Linked DNA regions of Mus musculus: region 2 is linked to region 1. The links are chromatin contacts, called in public Hi-C maps. All regions are on one chromosome and are shown on one strand. Each heading gives the region's core, a stretch centred on a gene start, on an enhancer-like site or on the middle of the called end of the contact. The rest is flanking DNA. Distances are from core to core; before and after follow the strand shown. Region 1 has its middle 23 kb from the start of Tex15. Region 2 holds the start of Ppp2cb (protein phosphatase 2 (formerly 2A), catalytic subunit, beta isoform).

Evidence for each region. A called contact is a pair of places that touch in the nucleus more often than the background predicts.
Region 2: a Hi-C map of cortical neurons shows a contact between it and region 1, with 1.9 times the contacts expected there. The contact joins the promoter of Ppp2cb here to the enhancer-like site in region 1. A contact is called at or near these places in 1 of 15 datasets of contacts at CTCF or cohesin (the NIH/3T3 cell line), 4 of 484 Hi-C or Micro-C datasets (cortical neurons, granulocytes, granulosa cells and 1 more), 2 of 115 datasets of contacts at active chromatin or transcription factors (both in embryonic stem cells) and 2 of 9 other capture datasets (adipose tissue and pancreatic islet).

The regions. Positions count from the first base shown.
Region 1 is chr8:33,545,106-33,549,923 of GRCm38.p6, reverse strand. It overlaps a transcript of Tex15 not described here. Among named protein-coding and RNA genes, the nearest start is that of Tex15, 23 kb to the left of the region's middle. Within about 2 kb of position 2,288, at least 19 of the 459 cell types and tissues checked have an H3K27ac peak or open chromatin away from gene starts, as enhancers often do.
Region 2 is chr8:33,596,894-33,601,711 of GRCm38.p6, reverse strand. It overlaps Ppp2cb (protein phosphatase 2 (formerly 2A), catalytic subunit, beta isoform), which reads right to left and starts at 2,091. Exons shown (of 7, transcript NM_017374.3): 1 at 1,694-2,091. The coding sequence starts at 1,795.

The sequences.
Region 1 (4,818 bases), core at 1,039-3,538:
AATCAGAAAACATCTCTTTTACTGAATCTCAATTTTTATTATTTTTAAAAGTGATCTTTCTTTGATTTAAGCAGGAAACAGTCATGACATTAAATACACTGATATTTTGTGTATTAACTACTATTAATGAACTCCATGGACTCTGTCCCAAGTCAGGTTATCACCAACCTCCCATCTGAGAGCATAGGGGAGTGTATTTGTAATTCTTGACTCCTCAACTACAGTCTATTTTGCAATAACTTACTTGGGAATATCTCCTTTCCAGTACTAAATTCAGTTTCAATTGAATTCAAGTAAAGACAATCTACTGTCTTAAGAGTAATTTTGCTCGATCTCAGCTATCAGGCAGTCTTTCATATCAGGAGAAATTTATTAGATAACTACAGATCACCATGATGACCTGGGTTTATCCCATCTTGCCCTGATGTCCTTAGCACTGGATCATCCAAACAGGAGCCTCATTATACCAGGTGTGCTTTGTACCAGGAAAAAGGCATTTCCTTGTTCATATTGGCTTCTATTCCTCAGATACTACTATGCCAATTCTTCTCACTGGCATTTGCCGAAACTGTTATAATTCTACTCTTGGAATTAATCATGAAGTTGATGAGATTAGCCCTGGGATGAGTCAGACTACACAGCTACGGTGGAAAATGTAAAACTAGACATTTACAAAAGATTTAATCACAGTATCAAGGTGTGTACAGTGTTTAAAATGATATAATCCTTTCCTAAAGATTTAACATATTTACAAATACTTAAAAAGAGAAAAGAGGTCAGCTGCTACATATTTGAGCAAACTTAAGAAGAATTAAATTTAGCTTTTCTCTTATCCACAATTCCACCTCAAGTTTCTAAACTTTTTCAAACAAAATACTTCTAAGGCTCCTAGGTCAACTCTTGATTTGAGCACTTCTACCTTTATTATAATATGCTATTTCATCTCATTCCACATCTTGTTTATTATAACAAACTTAAAAGGTTAATTTTATTCACACTTCTATGTGTGAAATGCTGTGCTTGGTACAATACCTAAAGAGTGTCCAAACTCATAGGTTCTTAAGAGCATTCATATTTTTGCTAATTTAACACCTGCAAAGCATAGACTCGAAGCAGGTAAGAATGTGGACTGGCACCTTGTTGGAGCCACTTGTTTTACTTAAGACTACAGATTATAAACTATTCTCTAAGAGGAGAGGTTGAAAGGAAAGGCAGGAATGAGTCACTTATTTCCTTTCATCTCCCACTCAGTCACTCTCTTCTGCTAAGCACTCTTTTCATTTTTTCCTTTCCACCCATGGCTTCAAGCTTTAGATTGTTGCCCAGCATCATGGAATTTTAAAAATGAGTTTAGGCACTGACTATGTGGCCACACTCAATCTTACACTATGGACATACAGAAAAGATAAAAAATCCTCACCATAGTACAGGACACACACTCCTCCCCCACGCCCCCCAACACACAGTGCTAAGTTCTGTGAAGTTCTTTGGGAAAAGGTTTTTGTTTAACTGGACAAGTACCTAAGAAAATTACACAATTGTCTGCCATTAGAAATGCTTTAAAATGTCGTGCACCACTAAGTAGCTGCCCAATTTTGGGGGTGGGGGGCGAGAGTCGGCTAAACAAGAAACAAAACTGGCTGTAAGAAAAAAAATTGTCTCAAAACACCGCATGAAAGAAGAGTGGGTGATAAAGTTAGTCTTTGTTCAAACTACTCTTCAAGGAGTTCCAGACCTCCCTGTGGGGTTTGCCACTTTCCTGAGTTCCAACTCACAGAAGCTTAGCTTCGCCTTCGCCTCACATCCATTCTGGGCAAACTGGCCAAAGTCAACACTCTCAAAGTCTCACTTTTTCTCAAGAGCACCCAGCTCTGCCCCGCGCAGCTGCTTCCTGACCTGTTGCTGAAGGTGCCTACTTTAAGACTCCTAACTCAAATGCAATGTTCTTCTCTCTTCCCCCAGCAATGGCTGAGGATTACAGCTTGCCTTCAAACTTTTGTATTTCCTCTCTAGCTACTGCAATGGTCCACGAGCTTAAAAAACAAAAACAAAAACAAAACACTTGGGAGGCAGAGGATGGAGTTCAAGGTCCCCTCCTATTAACAGCAAGATGGAGGCCAGGCTGAGCTTGTGAAATCCTTCCTCAAAACACCAAGAGTTGGGTCAAGACAAAAGTGTTGCTTTATGATTTCTTTGCAACTTCACTTTTGTAAGCATAAGGAACCACAAAACTGATGCTTTATAAATGACTCAGCGGGAGAGCTGAACTTGCCACCTGAGGGCACTGGGAGCCCTAGCCGGAGCAGTGCTGGAGAGCTCACCCTAGTGGGGAGGATCCAGGACAACCAGCAGCTCAGCTACCAACCAAGCCCAGACCCAGGGCTTGGAGTAGGCCCTCCCCCAAATCTACATAATTAGTGAATGGTTGGGATGCATGAAAAGGGCTGGTGGTCCTCCTGGCCTGAAGTTGCAGGATATCCATGACGCAGGGTAACAACATGAGAACCAAGTAATTGGCTCTGTGAGGAGCCAATATTGATGGTGTCACATATGCCACAGGCCTCAAAGCAGACCAACGACTCATTATGTCATTGCAATGAACTTTCATCAGTGAAGATTTGTGGATGGGGGTGGGAAGGTGTTGGGGACAGGAAGGTGTTGGGGGGCATTATTGTGGGACACACCAAATCATTACAGCTTCCACAACAAGATGTTTTCTCTATGTACACAGATGTGAAACGAAGAATCGACACTGGGCCACCTGACCACAAATCCCACTGACCATCTTACTGCATGAAACAAATATGACTTAAAAGTATTATAAGAGATTATGGGAGGAAAATAAATCTGTATTTTTAAGTCAATATTTGTGTGTCTCTATGAGTGTATACACATATATTCATGTATTTGTGTGTCTCTATGAGTGTATACACATATATTCATGTGTGCACATCTGTGGATGTCTGAGGTTGATATCAGACCATCAGACAGCTTTCTCGACTGCTCTCCACCTTAGTTTTTTTTTTTTTTTAGAGCAGTGGTTCTCAACCTTTCTAAGGCTGAGACCCTTTAGTACAACTCCTCATGTTGTAGTGACCCCAACCATAAGAATACTTTTGCTATTACTTCATAGCTGTAATTTTGCTGCTGTTATAAATCATAAATATCTGTATTTTCTGATGATCTTGGGTGACCCCTGTGAAAGGATTGTCTGTCCCTAAAGGGGTTGTGACCCACAGGTTGAGAACTGCTGTTTTAGAGTTAGTTCCACTCAATGAACCTGAAGTTCATCCATTTGGCTAGGCTGGTTGTCAATGGGCCCCAGGGATCCACCTGTATCCCTTACTGCCACCTCCTCTGCTGTGCCTGAATCTTCCCCGGTGCTGGAAATCTAATTCAGCTCTGCATGCTTGCACTACAGGCACTTCACCTGTACTTTACCCATCTCCCTAGCCCTGCCTTAAATAATCTACACTTACTTTCTTAGCAATTTCAAGCGACAGAAGGAAGTTAATTCACATGACTCCACGGTTAAAAACAACCTCAAGCATCTTCAGTCACACCAACTTACCTCTTAGCAGCAAACTGTTTTTCCAGATATTCATTTCGAACCAGTTTTGTTTCCCCAAACTGCCATGTGAACTGCAGGTCACAGCTCATATCCAGCCTGCACTGCTTCAGAGTGCCATGTATGAAACCATACTCTCTAGTATTGGTGTAACAAGACGACAAGTAAACTGAGGGGAAAGAAGAGGGCAACAGTTATGTGTGTGTTTAAAATGGCATTGCACAGCTGTGCAGTGACAACAGATAGCATAGCTGATGGCTTGGAAATCTCATTAACAAACAAAGGCAAGAGTTGGCAATTACATTGTATCGCTGTAAAGTGGACCTCTCAACTTGATGTAAGGGAAAACACTATTCCCGCCTCTCTCCACATACCTGTTAGTTATTGATGGTTAACACATACAGGCATAAGATAGTCCTAGAACGTAAGTGATTACTTTTTTTTTTTTTTTAAGATTTATTTATTGATTATTACATATAAGTACACTGTAGCTGTCTTCAGACACACCAGAAGAGGGCATCGGATCCCATTAAAGGTGGTTGTGAGCCACCATGTGGTTACTGGGATTTGAACTCAGGACCTCTGGAAGAACAGTCAGTGCTCTTTTTTTTTTTTTTTTTTTAGATTTATTTATTATATGTAAGTACACTGTAGCTGTCTTCAGACACTCCAGAAGAGGGCATCAGATCTTGTTACAGATGGTTGTGAGCCACCATGTGGTTGCTGGGAATTGAACTCCGGACCTTCAGAAGAGCAGTCGGGTGCTCTTACCCACTGAGCCATCTCACCAGCCCCAAGTGATTACTTTTTAACTTAAACCGGTGACTCCACAATGTGACTAATGAGCAATTACACCAACCTGGTGGCTTCTGTTAACCCTTCTTGGTATTTCCCATGTAAAGGTAAAGTGCTTGTTGAGAATATGGTTCAACCACTAAACTGTTTCAAAACGGCAACAGCACTGTGTGTCCCCATCACGGTAATGTGGTTCTGCTGCTTAGCACCTTCCTTCCTCAGCATCTGACATGAACCGTAGTCTAAATTTTGGCTATTTTAATAGCTGTATAGCTGTATGTAAGCATTTTTAAACTTTCAGATCCCCAATGACGAAAAGATGTAATCCACCATTTTATACAGTTTTCTAGCTCTTTGGTGTCTGACTCAGTCTTTAGTCTATTTTCTCACTGCTGCATTCAAGGGTTCTTTGCATACTTGAGTTAACAGTCCTTTATGTTTTACAAATAGGTTCT
Region 2 (4,818 bases), core at 842-3,341, 52 kb before region 1:
CAGACCCCACAGCAGGTGGCTCACCACCACTGTCCCAGACAGCTCCAGGGAATCTGACAAGGCTGGCTTCCCCAGGTTTCATTCAACACTAATCACACAGACATACGATTAAAAATGAATAAATCTTCAAACCTATTATAAAATGGGACCAGACCACCAGGTGGAAGAAAACAGGGACACATGCACCCGTAGGCACATACCCGCATGGGCATACCAGGGTCATGCACAGGCCAGGAAGCCAGCTATTTCTCCCACTGGCAACTCCATCCTCTGGGCTAGAGGACAAAGCAGTGGGTGACACTGAATTTGTGGAGATAAGCAAAGAAAAGAGACCCACAGCCTAGGATGTAAGCTCAAAAACACGGGATAACTGGTAATCCAGTTTACTTAGAAGTGGAGTTTAAAAAAAAAAAAACTTTAAAAGACTCACAAACCTTCCTAAGAGTTTAAGACTTCAGTGTGATACTTCAAAGCCATGGTACAACCTTCTGTAAGAGTGGATCCTAAAATTATCAGAAAGTCAAATGGAAACACCTAGCCGGATTCGCCACCTCTTGGTTTATAGGTTGGATGTCACAACTACAATAAGGTTGACTGACTCAATTTCCAAACTGGACAGCCCAGTGGTGCTCCAGCTTGAGAGAGATCACCTAAAAGGTTACCTTTAAGACTTAACGAAATTACAGGTTATCACACAAGATAAATAAAAGCTAACTGAGACGATACACAAACAGTTTCTGAGGGAAACACCCTTTTCTTCACGGCTCTACTAGAAGAAAGAAACTCTCCTGTGCTAAGTACTTATTCAACCCACAAAGGCCCTGGTCAACTTGAAAAGCGCACCAAGAGCCATCTATCACTCCCCACCCCAAGTAAGGAGTGCCTGTTATCAGACGGATAAACAAAATCCTTTGGTAGGATCCTAACTTCTGGGGAAAAAAATGTAGACTCTGACTTGAATACTTAGCTCCGTTACTCTCTCGCAGGGCTCTTGAACATGGGGAAGCGAGTTAGCCCACAATAAAAAAGAGGAATGAAAAAAAAAAAGACTCTAAATAAGATGATATAAGCAAAAAAAAAAAAAAAAAAAAAAAACCCAAAAACCTAGCGGTTAATAAACCAATAGATACACACACATGTCTGAAAGCTGAGAAGACACGATCAAAAAGGGATTACCTAATCCATTACCTGCAAGCTATAGCGTGGGGTCGGGAGGGATACACAGGGTTAAAAAAAAAAAAAAGGAAGTAACTTTCTGTAACGTGGCCGGTTCTAAATAGCACCTATCCCAGTTAACGTTGCCAGTAAGCACCGTTTCCAAATTCAGCACCTGCTGTCTTCTTCCTGAAAAAGACGTCCCTCTCCATAGCCACTCGGCCGCCCAGACCAGCCTTCAGTCATCTGCCTCCGCCAAACCCAGGCTGGGAGAAGGCTCGGCCTGCCATCACGCCCACTAGTGTGCAAACAAAAGCTCCTTGCACTCCGTGGATCACCTGCGAGCGATCGACGCCACACTAACCACCGCTCGGTGTTAACGACTTTCAGGGCAGTTGTCCGTGGAGCCCGGGGACTGCAGCAGCCTGGTTTTCGGGGCGTGGGGTGGGGTCCCGCACCCCGTCCCCTACTCCAGCCGGGGGCCAGGGCCCGTTTCCCCCCCCGACCCCTGCGCGCGCCTCCGCGGCGGGCCGCCTACCTTCTCGCACAGCGTCCGCACTTGGTTCTCGTTCAGCTGCTTACACTCGTTCAGCTGCTCCACCCACTGGTCCAGCTCCTTGGTGAACGCCTTGTCGTCCATGGCGGCGAGCCGCGCGTCCCCGCCGCCTCCCCCGCCGCCGGCCCCCGGCGGGACCACCGAGCCGCGGAGCGCGCAGCCCGCGCCCCGCCCAAGCCCAGCGGGCAGCCGCGGGCCCCGGCCTCCGGGAGCGCCCGCCCCGCCCGGCCCCGGCCACGCGCCTGGGGCGCGGCGAAGGGCTTACGGCTCGGAGCGCAGAGCGCGGCGCAGCTCGGCTCGGCTCCGGCCCGACGGCGCCCGCCCGCCCGCTGCCACCCGCAGGCCTCTCCGCGCTCTGGCCACGGCCCTCTCGCTCTTTCTCTTCCCTCCCTCCGGGTTTCCGTCATCGCCCCGGCATTTCCGCCGGGAAAAGGCGAGTGGGCGGCGCCGCCGGGCCCGGCGCACGAGGAGGGGAGCAGCGCCCTCGCGCGGCCCGGCGGAGAAACGGTCCCCTTGCATCCTTCCCCCGGTCCTCCTGCCCACTCTGCCCTTGGGGAATCCGGTTCTCGCCTTGGACCTCTCTCCGCACAGGGCATTGAGACTGTTGGGCTTTTCCCTCAACCTTTCACTACCCTAGAGCATGCACTAAATATTTATTGAGTAAATTTCTACTCTTAGCAGTAATTCATTGCGTAGCCTTGAATCTCAGACCCTTTCTGTCTATATCAGAAAGATAACTTTTAACAAAGGATGTATTTACGTTTATGTCACGTGTGTACAGGTGCCTTGGGAGGACAGAAGAGAGTATTGGCTCTCCAGGAGCTGGAGTTGGTGGTATATGGTGCTAGAAACCAAATTTAGGGCATCTGTAAGAGTAGCACACATTCTTCATTCTTTCTTTCTTTCTTCTTCTTCTTCTTCTTCTTCTTCTTCTTCTTCTTCTTCTTCTTCTTCTTCTTCTTCTTCTTCTTCTTCTTCTTCTTCTTCTTCTTCTTCTTCTTCTTCTTCTTCTTCTTCTTCTCCTCCTCCTCCTCCTCCTCCTCCTCCTCCTCCTCCTCCTCCTCCTCCTCCCCCCCCCCCTCCCCCTCTCCTTCCCCTCCTCTTCCTTCTTTCTTCTTTCTTCTTCTCTTGGTTTTTTTCAACACAGGGTTTCTCAGTGTAGCCTTGGCTGTCCTGGAACTCATTCTGTTGACCAGGCTGACTTCGAACTCAGAGATCCACTTGCCTCTGCCTCCCAACTGCTGGGGTTAAAGGTGTGCACCACTACCACCAAGCTGTGTTTATCCTAACCTCAGCTAATCTCTTTAAACCATGAAATGATTTTTAAATTTTTCTGTGGCCATTCCATCTTATCATTCTTTGTTGTGACTACTATGATGCCTTGGCTGTAATTAGTGATCTTTATATAACAGGGGCTAGATACCGAGACCTTTAAAGCTGTGCTCACAGACCCTATTTCCTGGGTCTGAAACATGTACGGCTGCTTCTGCTGTTCGCAAGTGCTCAACAGCGTCATGGTTCCTGAGTTGGTTTTGTCAATTTCTCAGCTTGAAGCAATCCCCAAACTGCCTCTAGCTGCAGATTTGTCATTAGTTGAAATAAGTAAGCACAAAATCTTGTCAGTTGTGTGAGTACATGGACTTTGTGAAGTAGATGATCTCCAGTTTTAGGTGGGCTCTGGGCATCACACTCAGGCTTGTAGGCAAAGTACGCTGCCCCCCAGCCATCTCTGCAGACCTTGTTTATTTTAAGACAAGGTTTCTTTTATTCCAGGCTGGCTCCCTGCTCTGGAGTTGAGGATGACCTTGAACTCCTAATCCTCCTGTCTCCACTTTCCAAATTCTGGGATTACAGGCACTGCTACCTACCACACCTCTCTCAACGATGGAGTGGGAAAAGCAGCTGCCCAGTGGTACAGCAACACTACTACAGTGCAAGGGTTGGGAGCTGACTTTATAAGTTATGAGTGAATATCGGCAGTAAGTAAGAGAGACTAAAGTGTTTTACTAAGTAGTGCTATAGAGGAGGCAGGAATTTGGTCCCCCACACTTGCCACCCCGAGGCAGTTTTCACTGTGTGCCACAAGCTGCACTGGTACCTGCAGTGTCTTGCCTCAGCTTTGTGAGTTGCTGAGGTTAGCAGCATGCCCCTCCACATCTAAATGCCTTCTCTGTGAAGTGTGGCTATGCCTGGGGAACTCAGGATTCCCTTGAGTGCGTTCTCTGTCTTATTAACGAAAGCTTTGGTAAATAGAAGGAAGCTCAAGGACCCGTTTGTCAGAGTTTAAGAGAACAACAGGCAGGGCTGCAGATCTTGGCAATTTTGACCAAGAGGGAGATGAAGAAGAGGAAGAGAGGAAATCACACCTTTTGAGGTAAGGCCTCAGAAAGCAGGCATGTTCCATAGTGGAGCTACAAGGTGCGAGGAGTAGAGAGTAGAAAAAGAATGTTCAGAGGTCAGGGAAGAAGTTATAGTCTGTTAGGAAAGGGAAAGCATCCCCAAGAACTGAGCATCAGTAGGTTCCGGGGAAACTGGGCCCTGTATAAGTCATTAGCATAGCATCCTCTGCTGTCCTGACGGCCCTCACTTGAGCTGAAGTGCCCCTCTTGCCACACAATGTTGGGACGACTTTGCACATGGCATCTAGGAAACCAAGACCCTTTTTAGAGTACTTTGTACAGTCTATGTGCTTTGCATCTTTCTTCTCACTCCAACAGCGCCATACAGTGAACACTCCCTCCATCTGACAGATGAGGACGGACACAGGCGTGGGATGTGGTGTTGTAAAGGGTCCATGATCCACCGAAGAATGACACCCAGGACTCAAGTATGTAAATGCAGAGTGTTTTATTTTACAGAAGTCAAGCATGCTGGGGTCTCCCATTACCAAGATACAGGGACAACAAAGTGAGCCATTCCCGTCTGGGGTGTGGGGGCTGGAAACTTGCTGGGGAGGTCTGGAAACTGCTGCTGAACCATTCATTGCCCTTGCCTCAGGCCAGGTGGCGGGGCAGCATCTGGGGCCTGGACTTACCTGGACTTGCCCAGTCCTGATCTGCTGATTTGAAGCCTGTTATGGAGTCAGCCTAGCCTTCTCAGTGTGGGGC